Regions from separate parts of the Anas platyrhynchos genome. Here region 1 is linked to region 2. A link is a contact called in public Hi-C data. All regions are on one chromosome and are shown on one strand. Each heading gives the region's core, a stretch centred on a gene start, on an enhancer-like site or on the middle of the called end of the contact. The rest is flanking DNA. Distances are from core to core; before and after follow the strand shown.

Region 1 (6,111 bases), core at 2,019-4,518, 42 kb after region 2:
GCATGCCCACGCGTGCCGGCGGGCACGCACACGCTCCGGCATCCGCGCGCGCTCGGCTTCTCTTTCTCCTGCGATGCCATTTCCATCCAAAACCCTTTACTCTGCACTTTTCTCCTCGGCGCGGCTTCATTTGTATTCACCCCGCGCCGCTCGCCTGTCCTGGCGCACAGGTTACTAAAGGAGATTTCGCAGCGCGGCGCGGCTCATGTTACGGCTCTCGCTGTCTCACTTTCCCGAGTCGCAGGGCAGCAACCAGGGGACTGCAGGATTGGGGGGGGGGGGAAGAAGGAAAGGCAGATCCCAGCTCCAGCCGTGCAGCCGTGGGACGCAGCGCCCGGCTGTGCCGGGTGGCTCCCGGGGGAGCTGGCACAGCACCAGTGCTCTCCATCCTCCCCGGCAGCCGCCGCGCTGCCGCAAGGTGGGAGCCGCCGGCGCGGGGGCATCGCCGAGGGAGCGAGCGGGGAGCGGCGCCTCTCGTTTCGGGGAAAGGGGAAACGTCTGGGTGGAAAATCAACATTTCTCTCTCTCCCTCTCTCTCTCTCTCTCTTTTTTTTTTTTCCCTTTGAAAGTAAAAATATTTCTTGGGTTTTAGTGATCAGAAACATGTTGGGGGTTTTTTTTGGACAACGGCCGGTCAAATACCGTTTTCTCCGCGAAGGGAATGCAGGGGCCCTTTGCAAGGAGAACAAAAATGTCTTAAGAAACACAATAAAAACCCTTTTTTGTAAAAAAAAAAAAAGTCCATGAACTCGGACAAACTCCCGGGGCCTGAAAGGCAGCTGGGGAAGAGGGGTCAGCAGGAGGGCCGGATCCTGGCGCTCCCGTGCCAGGCAGCGCTGCCCGGCCCCTCCTGGCATCTTGGCCAGGACAAGGTGGCTGGGAGGGGAATGCCCAGCATAAAGCAGCCTGAAGCTGGGGATTTTGCCCAAAATGCTGATTATGGATGGCTGCTGGCAGGTGACGGCAGGATTAATGTGCTTTTAAAGCAGCGGCGAGTTAACCGAGAAATCAATCCTTGGCACGGCCTGGCCCGTGGTCCCTGCACCTGGGCAGCGGGATCCTTTCCCAGCTCCTCTCCAGGACTTGGGAAGCGCCGGGGCTTGGCGGCGGCGCAGGGCGCTGGGCGCTGGCCAAGCTGGCACGGCGCGGCGCGGCCGCGGGGGATGCCTGCCCGGGGCCGATGTGACGGATGGCGAGCTCGGCCGCGCGCCCGCTGCAAGCTGGGACCCGGCAGCGGGATGCCCGTGGGCACCCCCTGCATCCCCATCCCTCCGCCTTCCCTCCCCGAGGGAGCTCAGACTCTTGCTGGTGCTAATTTGGGGCATCCAAACCCTTCAAAACGCCCTGGTACCCGAACCCCACAAAGGTTTGGTGCTGGGCACCGCCCTGCCGTGATGCTGCGCACCCCTCAGCACTGGCTCGGTGTCGGACCCCCCCTGGCCACATTGTGGGGATGTCACCGGCGATGCCACGCGGCGCTGGCCCTACCCAACAAAGCCGAGCAGCCGTCGAGGCCCCAGCTGCTCCCCGACGCCTTTGGGCAGCGCGCAGGCTCCTCCGCCCTGCCCCGACCTGCCCGGCGCACCCCGGGGTGCCGCAGGAGAAATCCCCACCCTGAGGGTCCCCAAGGTGCAAATTGCACCCTCGTGCTGCTCACGTACCTGGGGACCTGCCCTTACCCCCCCAACATCCTGGGCACAGGGGTGGGGGACACAGATACCCCTTGCCTCCCCAAGTGCTCAGCCCCCTCGGCGGTGCTCAGCCCCACTCAGGCGCGCCGTCACGTCCATCCCCGTGCAGGAAGAGCCGCAGCACGGACGGGGGCGGCAGGCAGCGAGCCAGCCTTGCACGGAGCTGTTTTGCCTCCCCCCCAGCCCTCCTTCTCCCCCGCCAACAAGGGACCCTGTCGCAGCCGCCATCCCCGTCCCCACAGCTCTGTTTGTCCCAGTCCCCGTCCCCGCAGCTCTGCTCCTCCCTGGGAGCCGTGCGGTGGCACGGGCACCGAGCCTCAGGGGCCAGGCACGGGGAAGGCTGGCATGGGTGGTGTAGGGCAGGGAAAGCAGGGGGGCAGGCAGGGCACGCTGTCCCTGTCCCCAGGGCCACCCCCAGCCTGCAGGGACCCCTCTCCATCACCACACAGGCAGGGGACGCCGTGCCCCTTTTTCTGCTTGCGTGCAAAACCCAGGCAAATGGTGAGTGGATGCCAAATGTCACCGTGGCCGGCGCACGATGGGTGTCTAACGTGGAGAGGAGAGTGCCAGGCACCCAGGGACCTCCCGGCTTCCCCTTGCTGGCAGAGCCCCAGCCCCACTGCTGGGGTCCGAGCCCCACGCACAAGTGCCTGCACCACGCTCTGCGCACCCATCAGCTGCGCCCAGGGCTGTACAACAGGGCCTAAATGCAGAGCTCGGAGCCCCGAACCCCCCCCCGCTGCACCCAGCTCAGGCCAGGAAAACAAAACCCTCGCACACCGCGAATCCCTCGCCGCCACCGTGGCATCCGCGCCGGGGCTGCCCGGCCAGCACGGCCGCTCCCCGGGGAGCCAGGGGCCGCAGCGCACGCCCTTCGCCGCGCTGTGCCAAGGGGAACCGAGGGCACGCGGCCAGCTCGGCTCTGCCCGCGCCCTGGCCACGCTGCAACGACTCCCACAAGCTAGAAAAAGCCGCCGGGTCAAGGCTGGAGGGCTCAGACTACAGCTCCCAGCATCCTTCCCCAGCCTGCCCGGCCTCGGGGAGAAAGAAGGCAACAAACGGAGCAATTCCCCGCTCGCTCGAAGACGCACGGGTCAGGCTTTGTTTCTCCAGGCTCCCTGCACAAGCGTGCGCGTGGCTGCGGCGCTGGGCACGCTTTGGGCTCCTCGAGGAAGCGGCGGGGGAGAAGGGACGAGCGGAGCTGCCGGGAAGGGTGAATTATCGCCGGGCGCCTCGGTGTGCAGGAGGAGGACGGCTAATTTATTGTGCACAGCCCCGGCCAAGTTCAAGGTGATGCCGCGGAGGCTGGCGCAGCAGTAAGGGCCTCATCCTGCCCGCACCAGTGCCCTGCGTCCTCCTGTTCTGCTCGCGGCTGGGTTCATAAATCGCTCTTAAAAAGGGATCTATTTTTACCATCTGGGGATTTAAAATTAGAGAGGGCAGAAGCGGCGAGGTCCCGGGCACGGCCGGGGCGGGCACAGCACGGCGGGCGCCTCGCGGGGAAAGCCAGGCTCTCCCGAAGGTTGCATTTAAAGAACGGTCTCATTGTTTTTCCCAAACAATGCTCAGCAGATGGGAGAATTGAAAGTGTGTTGCAACCTTCCCTCTCTCCCAGCGCCGTTCCCGGCGAGCTGCTCCTATGCTTTGGCAGCCGATCTGAGCTCCCGGCTGGAAACCAGTTTGCCGGAGCTACTGGCGGAGGGGCGAGCCCCCGGCACCAGCTGCACCGCGCTCCCCTCTCGCCCAGCAATCCCAAAAAGCCCCAGCAGGGCCAGGCACGGGGCCACCACCTGCCCTTGGAAGGTTTTCCAAGGGACTTTTAGGGAAGGCCCCGGTGCGAGGTGCCCGGGGGGGGCTGGCTCCCCGCGGTGGCCACGTGCCCAAGCAGGTGGCAGCGGCTGGGCACTGTGCAGGCCCCCCCCGTGCTATGGGGACCGGCAGCGGTGCCGGTGCCGTGGCCACATGGGACGGGGGGGTGAAACCACGAGGAAAAGCCACGGCCACGTGGCCACGACGCCTCTCGCGGTGCGGCACCACGGGGCCCCCATGTCCACGGTCCCGAGGGTGGCACCCGGTGGGGTTTGTGCTGCTGGGGGGTGCGGGCCCACGGCCCTCGTCCCGCTCCCCGTGCCAAAACGGGGCTGCGAGGATGCATCTGTGCAAAACGTGGCGCTGGGGCCCGGCGCAGGGGAGAGGGGCTCAGGCGGAGCGCGGCGGGGGGAGGCCGAACAAGCCCCCACACTGCGCCGCGGCACCCAGATCCCCCCGCTGTCCCCGGGCTGATGTCCCCACCTTGCTCCTGAGCTCGGGGTGCTGGGGGGGGGTCAGGGTTGGGTGATGGGGATGGGCTGGAGGAAAGCAGGAAAGCACGAGGCGAGGAAATGAGCGGGAGCATCGCAGCGGCCGTCAGACCTGCAAATCTCCCCGAGCACTTGGGTAAATCCCTCCCCACGCAGGGATCGCCCCAACGGCTCAGCCGGGAGCCCCACAGGGTGCACGGGGACGGCGGCGGGTCCGCAGTGCTGGGGCTATTTTGGGGGTACCAACAGCCAGACCCCGCTCCCTGGGGGCAGGGAGAGGCCCCCGCACGCGGAGCCCTTGGCCGTGATGCCGGTGCCGCTTCCCTGCTAATCTGGGCAGCTCCGTCTTGGTTTCCTGCCCGGTCCCTGAGAGGGGACAGAGGTGAGCTGGGGGATGGGGAGGAAGTCCCGCAGCGGGGACAAGACAGCTGAGCGGGCACCGAGTCACCCTCCTCGCCGCGGGACGCTCGCCCGTGGCCCCAGCCAGGAGCACGGCGCTGCCGCTGCCCTTGCCAAGGCTCGGTCTGGCCCCATCGGGTCGCGAAGCCGGGGCTCGGGCCGGCTGTGGCCGGGCTCAGAGCTGCCCAAACTGGGCTGCGAGCGGCCACCAAGGGCCTGGGGGGCTGGAGGGATTCGGGGAGCCGGCGGCGATGTCGGAGGGGAGATGCGCGAAGCCAGAGGCAGGGCGGGTCCCGCGCACGTTCCAATGTATCCACATCACCATCCGCAGCTCCCCGAGCCCGGGAGAGCCTCCCCGCCGAGCGAGTGGGATGGGAATGGCTTGGCTCTGGCACGGCGGGGCCGGGGGGGCGGCGGGGGCCGGATCCGGTAGGTGCAGACGACGTCTGATCCCATCTGGGCCGGATTCAAGCGGAGGCTACGCTAGGGCAGAGGGGAGCTGCAGCCTCCCCGATGCGAAGGCGGCGGGGCAGGGGGTTGGGAACGTGGCCCCCCCTTCCCCGATCCGCTGGGAACAGCGTGGTGCCGTGAGCGGGAGGCTCCCGGAGCCCCGACCGTGCCATTCCCACCTCGGCCCCGTGCCCTTCGCTGGCAAAATCAGGCTCTGCCGAGCGGGTGGGAATGGCAGGGGGGCGGCCGGAGCCCTGGGAAACACCGAGACGGGTGGGGGGGGGGAAGGAGAAAGAGAGAAAAGGTGAGAGAGAAAGGGGTGAGGAAAAGAAAGAGAGGAGAAAAGAGGGAGAGGAGGGGAAAAAAAGAGAAAGGAAAAAGGAAAAGAGAAAGGAGATAACAGAAAAGAGAGGGAAAAGAGAAAGGAAAGAAAGGGAAAAAAAAAAAAAAACAGAAAAGAAAAAGGAAAGAAGAAAAAAGAAAAGAAGAAAATATAAAATAAAATAATAACAATAACAAAGAATAGGAAAAAGAACAAGAAAGAAAGGGGGAAAAAAAGGGAAAAAAAAAAAAAAGAAGAAAACTGCAGAGGAAGACGAGGGGTCGAGGTGCTGCCCTTGCCAAGCCCACAGCTGGGGGCTCCAGCACCGGGGTCACCCGCTCAGCACCAGCGCTGCCCACCCGCGCCCTGCCCGTGCCAGCCCCTGGCCACGGCAGCCCCCGGCTGCCCAAACCCCCCCGCGGCACGTGCGGTGCCGGCGATGCCCAGCCTTGGGCAGGGTGCAGGGTTCAGCGGGGGGGGGACACAAACACACCACAAACCCCATTCCCTGTCCCCCCCCCGGTGCCAATGCCCCAAGGTGGGGCCGGATCCTGCCCGTGCCCGGCGCGGGGATGAGATCTGCAAGGAGGGGCTGCGCTCAGCACGGCAAGCCCATGGCGCGGGCATGGGTGGGGGGGGGGGGTAGGAGGTGGTGAGGAGGGGGCTTGGCACCAGCAACACCCCCCTCCCCTCCAAAAATAATAAATAAATAAATAAAAAACGCCAGAGCGCTCGTAGGGCGCGGCGGCGGGGCGGGGAGGGCGGCACGAGGCCGGACCCTGCGCACGGGCGGCTGCCAGCAGGGAAGAGGTTACGCGGCGGGGCCCGGCTGCCTGATCAATAATCAAATAAATATCAGCGATCGATAAGGGACAGAGCACAGGCAGAAGCGTGGCTGCGAACGCCCCAGCCCTGTATGATTTCGGGGAGCCCCTCGCCCGCCGCAAGG
Region 2 (6,228 bases), core at 1,440-3,939:
CACGCAGCCCAGGCAGGAGCGATGCCAAATTTTTGCCTCTGCTCCCCCCTCCCCCATCTCCCCCCGCCTGCCTGCAAAAAAACCTCAACTCCTCCAAATGCCTTTTAAGCCCGAATTGGAACGAAGGCGGCATTTTTGCGGCCGGGATCTGGCCTGGGCGCAGCAGAGCCGGGACGTGCGCGGGGAGGAGGGCCTGGGCGCAGAGCCCTGCCTTGGCACCGGCTCCAGCATCGCAGGCACCTCCATCCCTCCCTGGCGATCCCACCCCGGGAAGGGATTGGGATTTTTCCAGCTCTTTTTGGGTGCTGGAGGGGGACCCAGATGGGACCCGGGGTGCCGGGACTGGTGCAGGCCCCCTCTTGGCCGCCAGCCCCGGTGCTGAGGGCAGTGCCTTGGGCCCCGTCAAGGACTTGGTGCCATCTGCTCGGGGGATTCGGGGCCTGCAGGGGGATTTAGCCTGGGGGGGGGAGCGCACCCGAGCTGGGGGTGTCCCTCCCCTCCCTGCCTTTGGGGACTCCCCAGCTCTGCACCCGATTCCCCGCTCACAAGGGGATGCGGGTCCCTGCAGCGCCATGTGAGGTGGGGATTTTGGGGACCCCCCCAGCCACCTTGGACACTTCTTGCCCCCCCCCATGCTGAGCTCGCCCGGGCTGTGCCCGGATTACCGGCACTAAGCTCCTTCCCGCGGCTGCTCTGTCCTCTGCACCAGCAAGAGGAGCACGGGGGGCGTGGGGGAGCCGTGGGGACCCTGATGCCGCTCGTCCCCCGCGTCCCCCCGCGTGGCAGAGGCTCGGGTGGCTCTGTGCCGGGGCACGGGGGGAGCTGGCGATGGCCCTGCCGGGGGGCTCCGTGCCACGGCAGCTGCTGCAGGCCCCCCCCGAGGAGGACGACGGGGTGCTCTACGTGGAGTACAAGCCCCCCGCCCTGGACAGCATCCGCCTGCCCCGCTACGTCGTCTACCTGGTGATGGCGGCCAGCCTGGTGCTGGTGGTGGCCTACGCCATCGTCGGCCACCTCATCAAGGACCTGGTGCACGACTTCGCTGGTGAGTCCTTGGGGAGGGGGAGGACACGGGGCTGAGCTATGGGGTCCTCATGGGGCTGGGTGGGGGGTGAGGTGGACCCCAACCAGCCCAGAGGGGTACTGGGGCGATGGGGATGCTGGGGCACGGGGTAGGGCCCCGTTGGCCAAAGGGGTGAATTTTTCTCCCCAAATCGGTGCTGGGCACACTTCAGGTTTTTGCTGCATTGCTCCGAGGCTGGGGACCCCCCCTGGGTGCCACGGCGCTGCCCACAGCCCCCTCTTTGTCCCCGCAGATTGGGCGTTCGGGCCCAAGCCGGAGGAGGAGAAGGCGGTGATGGGCGAGGGCGGCGCGCTGGACGTGGAGTGGCCGGAGGAGGACGGGGCCCTGCCGGAGGAGAGGCCGCAGGGCGAAGGAGCCGGCGCCCTGCCCGGCATGGACATCCCGCTGGGGCTGCTCTCCGCTACCCCACGCAGCTCCATCACCTTCGCCGACCCCCACAAGAAGAGGTTTTTCTAGGGGGGACCCCGCTGCGAAGCCCCCCCCCCCCCCGCCCCTCCCCGCCGCTCCGGCCCCGTCCCCGAACACCGCGGTGGTGCCAACGCGCACGGCTCGGAGCTGCCATTGCACCCCAAAAACCCCCCTGCCCCCCGACCCGCTGGGATGCCCCCACCTTGGCCCTTGGTGTGGGGTGTGCTCGGACACACGGACACACGGACGGACACACGGACACAGAGGCGGGCGCTGGGGGGGGCGCAGACATGGATGCGCCCCTGGGTGTGGGCGCAGACCCTCGGGGCGTGCACAGACACACGGAGACACCCGGATAGACGGATGGACGGACAGACAGATGGACAGACGGACGGACGGACAGACAGGCAGACACCCGGCTGTGTGCCGAGGATGGGGTTTGGCCCCCACCAGATCCGGGCCCTGCAGGATGAGGCAGGGCTCGGCAGCACCCAGGGGTGCCCCCAAAGCCGATCTGAGCGCCCCCGAGCCTCTGGGAGGGGGCAGCGTGAGCGGGGGCTGCTCTGTGCAGACCCCCACCCTTAAAGCAAAGCCCTTCGCTGGGGACCCCCCATCCCCACGCCCCCAGGGATTCTTCACCCCCTCGGGGAGTTGCAGTGGGAGGGGGCCCCGACGGCGCCCACCCATGGGTGCTGCCCCCCCGTTTGTTTTCTCCCCGAGGACGGAGCGGGGCAGAGCGGAGCCGCCCGCGGCCGTTGCCAAGGTCTGGGCGATAAGGGCATTAATATTTACCCGGTTATGGCACCCAGCACGCCCCGGGCACGTGGGGGGCAGCGGGGAGAGATGCGCCCCATCCCTCTGTCCGTCCGTGCAGCCCCCCCCCCCATCCCTCTGTCCATCCATCCAGCCCCCCACCCACCCGTCCCTCTGTCCGTCCGTCCGTCTGCACCCACCGGGCAAATCCTGCCCCTGCTGCGTGAAGCCGCTCTTCCCAAACAACACCAAAAAGCCCCAAATCTGCCTCTTTTCCACCCAAAACTGCGCTGCTCCCACGCTGCTTGGGGGCACCTCCCCAGCTGCTCCCAGTCCGCCCAGTCTCCCCAGTGCCGGGGGTGCTGTTCCCATAGCGCTGTGTCCGGGGGTCCCGGCGGGTGCTGGTGGCACAGCGGGGCGGAGGTGCCACCACCCGGGGGTTAAGGGCACCGCGTTGCCATGGCACTCGGTGGCACTTGTCCTCCTGAGCCCAATAAAAGCCGCCCCTTGGCCCCGGGTGCAAGGAGCGGTGCCACGCGCGCTGTAGGATCGGGCCCCTCCGCAGCCCCGTGATGCCGAGGTCCCCGCAGCCCCTGGGGCTGCTGCTGCTGCTCAGCCTCACTGCCACCGCCCGGGGACAGGAGGGTAAGTGCCACCAGCACCCCGCTGCCCTCCCCAGTATGACCAGTCTGCCCAGTGCCTCGCGCACCGGCACTGGCAGCAGCCATTCTGGGGGCAGAGCAGGAGGATTTGGGGGTGACTGCTCCACCCCGTGCTCACGGGGACAGGTTGGCTGTGGCGGGGGTGGCTTTGTCACCTCGCTGAGCCTCAGCACCCCGGTGTCCCCCAGTGTCCCCCAGTGCCGGGCTCAGGACCCTACACCCTGGGATGAAGGGTGCTGTCCTCTGCGGCACGGGGCTCCCCTGAACCTGTCCCTGTCCCTGTCCCTGTCCCTGTCCCCATCCCCACTCCTGTCCCTATTGCTGTCCCTGTCCCCATCCCTGTCCCTGTCCTTGTCCCTGCCCTCATTGCTGTTCCCATCCCCATCCCTGCCCCTATTGCTGTCTTTGTCCCCGTTGCTGTCCCTATCCCTGTCCCCATTCCCAATGCTGTCCCTGTCCCTATTTGTATTGCTATGTCCCCATCGCTGTCCCCATCCCTATTCCTGTCCCTGTCCCCATCCCATCCCTATCCTTGTCCCCATCCCATCCCTGTCCCTGTCCCTGTCCCTGTCCCTGTCCCTGTCCCTGTCCCTGTCCCTGTCCCTGTCCCTGTCCCCGTGGCTCCTTCCCGTCCCCACGCTGTCCCCACGGGTGCCTTTGCAGTCGTGACCTCCAAGCAGTGGCAGCCGTGGCTCGTTGGCCTCACGGCCGTCGTCGTCTTCCTCTTCATCGTCTTCTTGGGGCTGCTCCTCAACCGCTTCTGGCGGCTCAGGATGCGCAGGTGGGGGCCGGGGAGGGGTCTGGGGGGGGGCTGCAGCGGCGCCCCCCACGCGGGACAGGGGGGTGGGGAGGGCACGGTGCTGACCCCTCATGTCCCCCCCGTGTCCCCTCGTGTCCCCCCGCAGGAAGCACGGAGCCCCCGAGGAGCCGCAGGCGATCGGCAGGTACCGGCCCAGCCCCAGCCCTGCCTCAGTTTCCCCTCTGGGGGGTCCCACGCGTGGGAGTGGGGTGGGGTGGGGGGGGTGGAGGGGGGCAGCGCCCCGCTGACGGCTCCGTCCCCGTCCCCGCAGGCTGGAGAAGGCCGCCTACAGCAACGCGGCAGCCGATAGGGACAGCGACGACGAGCAGGAGCGCAACAAGGCCACGTCGCTGTGACACGCGTGGGGCGAGCTCCGGCCCACCCGCGGCCGCGAATCCGCGCCGGGTTTTGCGGGGCGCCGAGAGCCGAAAGGCCCCGGCTGAGCGCAAAGCCCGGCCTGGATCCCAGCCCCGCGGGAATGGATCGCGGACGGCGCCCCCCCACGGCAACCCGCGGGACCCGCGTGGGGGCCGCGTGACGGGAGCCCACGGGGGGGGCTGTGGGCGGCCCCCCCCCCGCTGTAGCCCAGCAGTAAAGCTGCCAGCCCGCCCCCGCCTCCCGTCTCTGGTGTCGCTGCGCGTGGGGACGGGGCCGTGACCACCCACGCGTGGGTGCGGCGGGGAGGGGGGGGTGGGTGGGTGGGGGGTGCCCCCCGACCCCACGGGACCCCTGGGTGACACGGGGGGGGTGGGGGGTGACGTCATGAGGGTGCGTGGACGAGGTGATGATGTCACGTGGGGGGGGCAGCACCCCACGCGTGGGTCACCCGTGGGTGCCCCAACCCCGTGTCACCCCCCCAAAAGTGTGGTCCCCACGCGTGTCCCGGGGATCCGCCACCTCCTGCGTGGGGCGAGGGCACCCACGGGTGGCAGCCCCCCCCCCCCCCGGGGCAGTGCCCCCCCCCGCCCCGCAGCGCCCCCACGCGTGTCTCGGTGTCCCCCGTGGGGGCGGCGAAGGAAGCGCGGACGCGGCGTGGAGTTGAAGCATAGCTTGTTTAATTTTTATACATTTTTTCGTCTTTTTTTTTTTTTTAAACTTTTCTCTTTTCTCCTTTTTTTTTTTTCCTCCGCTTTTTTATTTTTTTGTCTTTTTTTTTCTCTCTTTTTTTTTTTAATCCTTTTTTTCCTTTTTTTTTTTTTTTTTTTTTTTTTGCATAGGGGAGGGGGGCGAAAAAAAAAAAAATACGGAAAAGAAAAAAAAAAAAAAAACAAAACGAAACGGAACAAAAAAAAAAAAAAAAAAATCCAACCGAAAACCAAAAATGACCAAAAACCAAAAAATGACCAAAAATGACCAAAAAAAAAAAAAAAAAACCCACAAAATTCCCTAGCCACGTTCGGGAGCTGTATGGAGGCAGGCGCGGCGGGGGGGGGCTGCGTTCGTGTACATGGAGTAATCAAATATTGAGAAGCTCCGGGGAGGCGAGCGGGGGTCCGGGGGGGGGGGCAGCATGCAGGGGGGGGGGGGGGGGACACGCGTGGGGCCGGGGGGGGGGGGGGGCAGCGGCGCCCCACTGAGCTCACCCCCCGCAGCGGCACAGGGGGGACGCGGGGAGCGTGGGGAGGGGGTCACCCCAATGGGGGGGGGGTATGAAGGGAGGGGAGTGAGGGGGGGGGCAAGGAGCCCCCCAAAAAAGCGGGCGTGGGCGGCCGGCAGCGAGAGGCACTGCGTGGGATTTTTGGTATTGGTGTCGTCGTGGGCCCGCCGGCAGCCCCGCCGCGCTTTTTTTTGGGGCCTTTTCTTGCCTTTCGGTTACTTTTGTTCTTTTTTTTTTTTTTTGTAACCCCCCCCCCAAATTTCCCCGACCCCCCCTCCACCCCCTCCCCTATCCCCGCGGGTGCTTCCCGTGGGTGGGGGCCGGGGGGAGCAGCGGCTCCAAATCGGAGAGGACGAAACGAAAGCGAACGGGAAAAAAAAAATGAAAAAAAAAGGAAAAAAAAGGAAAAAAACCAACCAACCACCACCAGCAGACATATATATATATATTTTTATATATATATATTCCTTACTTTGCCACTTAAAGTACCTTAACTGCGTGTGGGCCCGCAGGGACCCGCGCCCCCCCCCGCCCTGCGGCCCCATATATATAGATGTGGGTGTATATATATATGTACAGGGATTTATTTATAGGTCACGAGGACTTTTTCTTTCTTTTTTTTGTTTTTTAATTTTTTTTGTATTTTTTTCCCCATTTTTTTTTTTTTCTAAACGCATTTTTTCAACGAGTACTAAAAACAACCCCCCCTCGGGGACTGTAGTGCATGAGAACCCCCCGGGCAAGGGGGACCTGGGCTTGTGGCGGCGCGGGATTGTGTCCCCCCCCCCTAAAAAAAAACTGTCCCCAAGCCCCTTGGGGGTGTGGGGGGGGGACACCCCGCGATGACCCCCCCACCACCACCACCGGCGGAGCTGATTGTGGCCACCCCGGGGGGGGGGGCTGAAAAAAAAATCACGGCGAACGG

The links. Hi-C and Micro-C count contacts between places; a contact is called where the count stands out from the background.
Region 1: a Hi-C map of subcutaneous adipose tissue shows a contact between it and region 2, with 2.2 times the contacts expected there. The contact joins the enhancer-like site here to the promoter of SMIM24 in region 2. A contact is called at or near these places in 2 of 8 Hi-C or Micro-C datasets (skeletal muscle and subcutaneous adipose tissue).

What each region holds. Positions count from the first base shown.
Region 1 is chr29:4,452,538-4,458,648 of IASCAAS_PekinDuck_T2T, forward strand. All of the region lies in intron 1 of NFIC (nuclear factor I C), which reads right to left. Among named protein-coding and RNA genes, the nearest start is that of NFIC, 6.8 kb to the right of the region's middle. Within about 2 kb of position 3,269, at least 3 of the 8 cell types and tissues checked have an H3K27ac peak or open chromatin away from gene starts, as enhancers often do.
Region 2 is chr29:4,411,256-4,417,483 of IASCAAS_PekinDuck_T2T, forward strand. It overlaps SMIM24 (small integral membrane protein 24), which reads left to right and starts at 2,690. Exons shown (of 5, transcript XM_072029323.1): 1 at 2,690-2,767; 2 at 2,770-2,890; 3 at 3,571-3,688; 4 at 3,813-3,851; 5 at 3,978-4,315. The coding sequence starts at 2,705. The coding sequence ends at 4,062. It overlaps SMIM44 (small integral membrane protein 44), which reads left to right. Exons shown (of 2, transcript XM_072029322.1): 1 at 1-1,045; 2 at 1,317-2,763. The coding sequence starts at 829. The coding sequence ends at 1,540.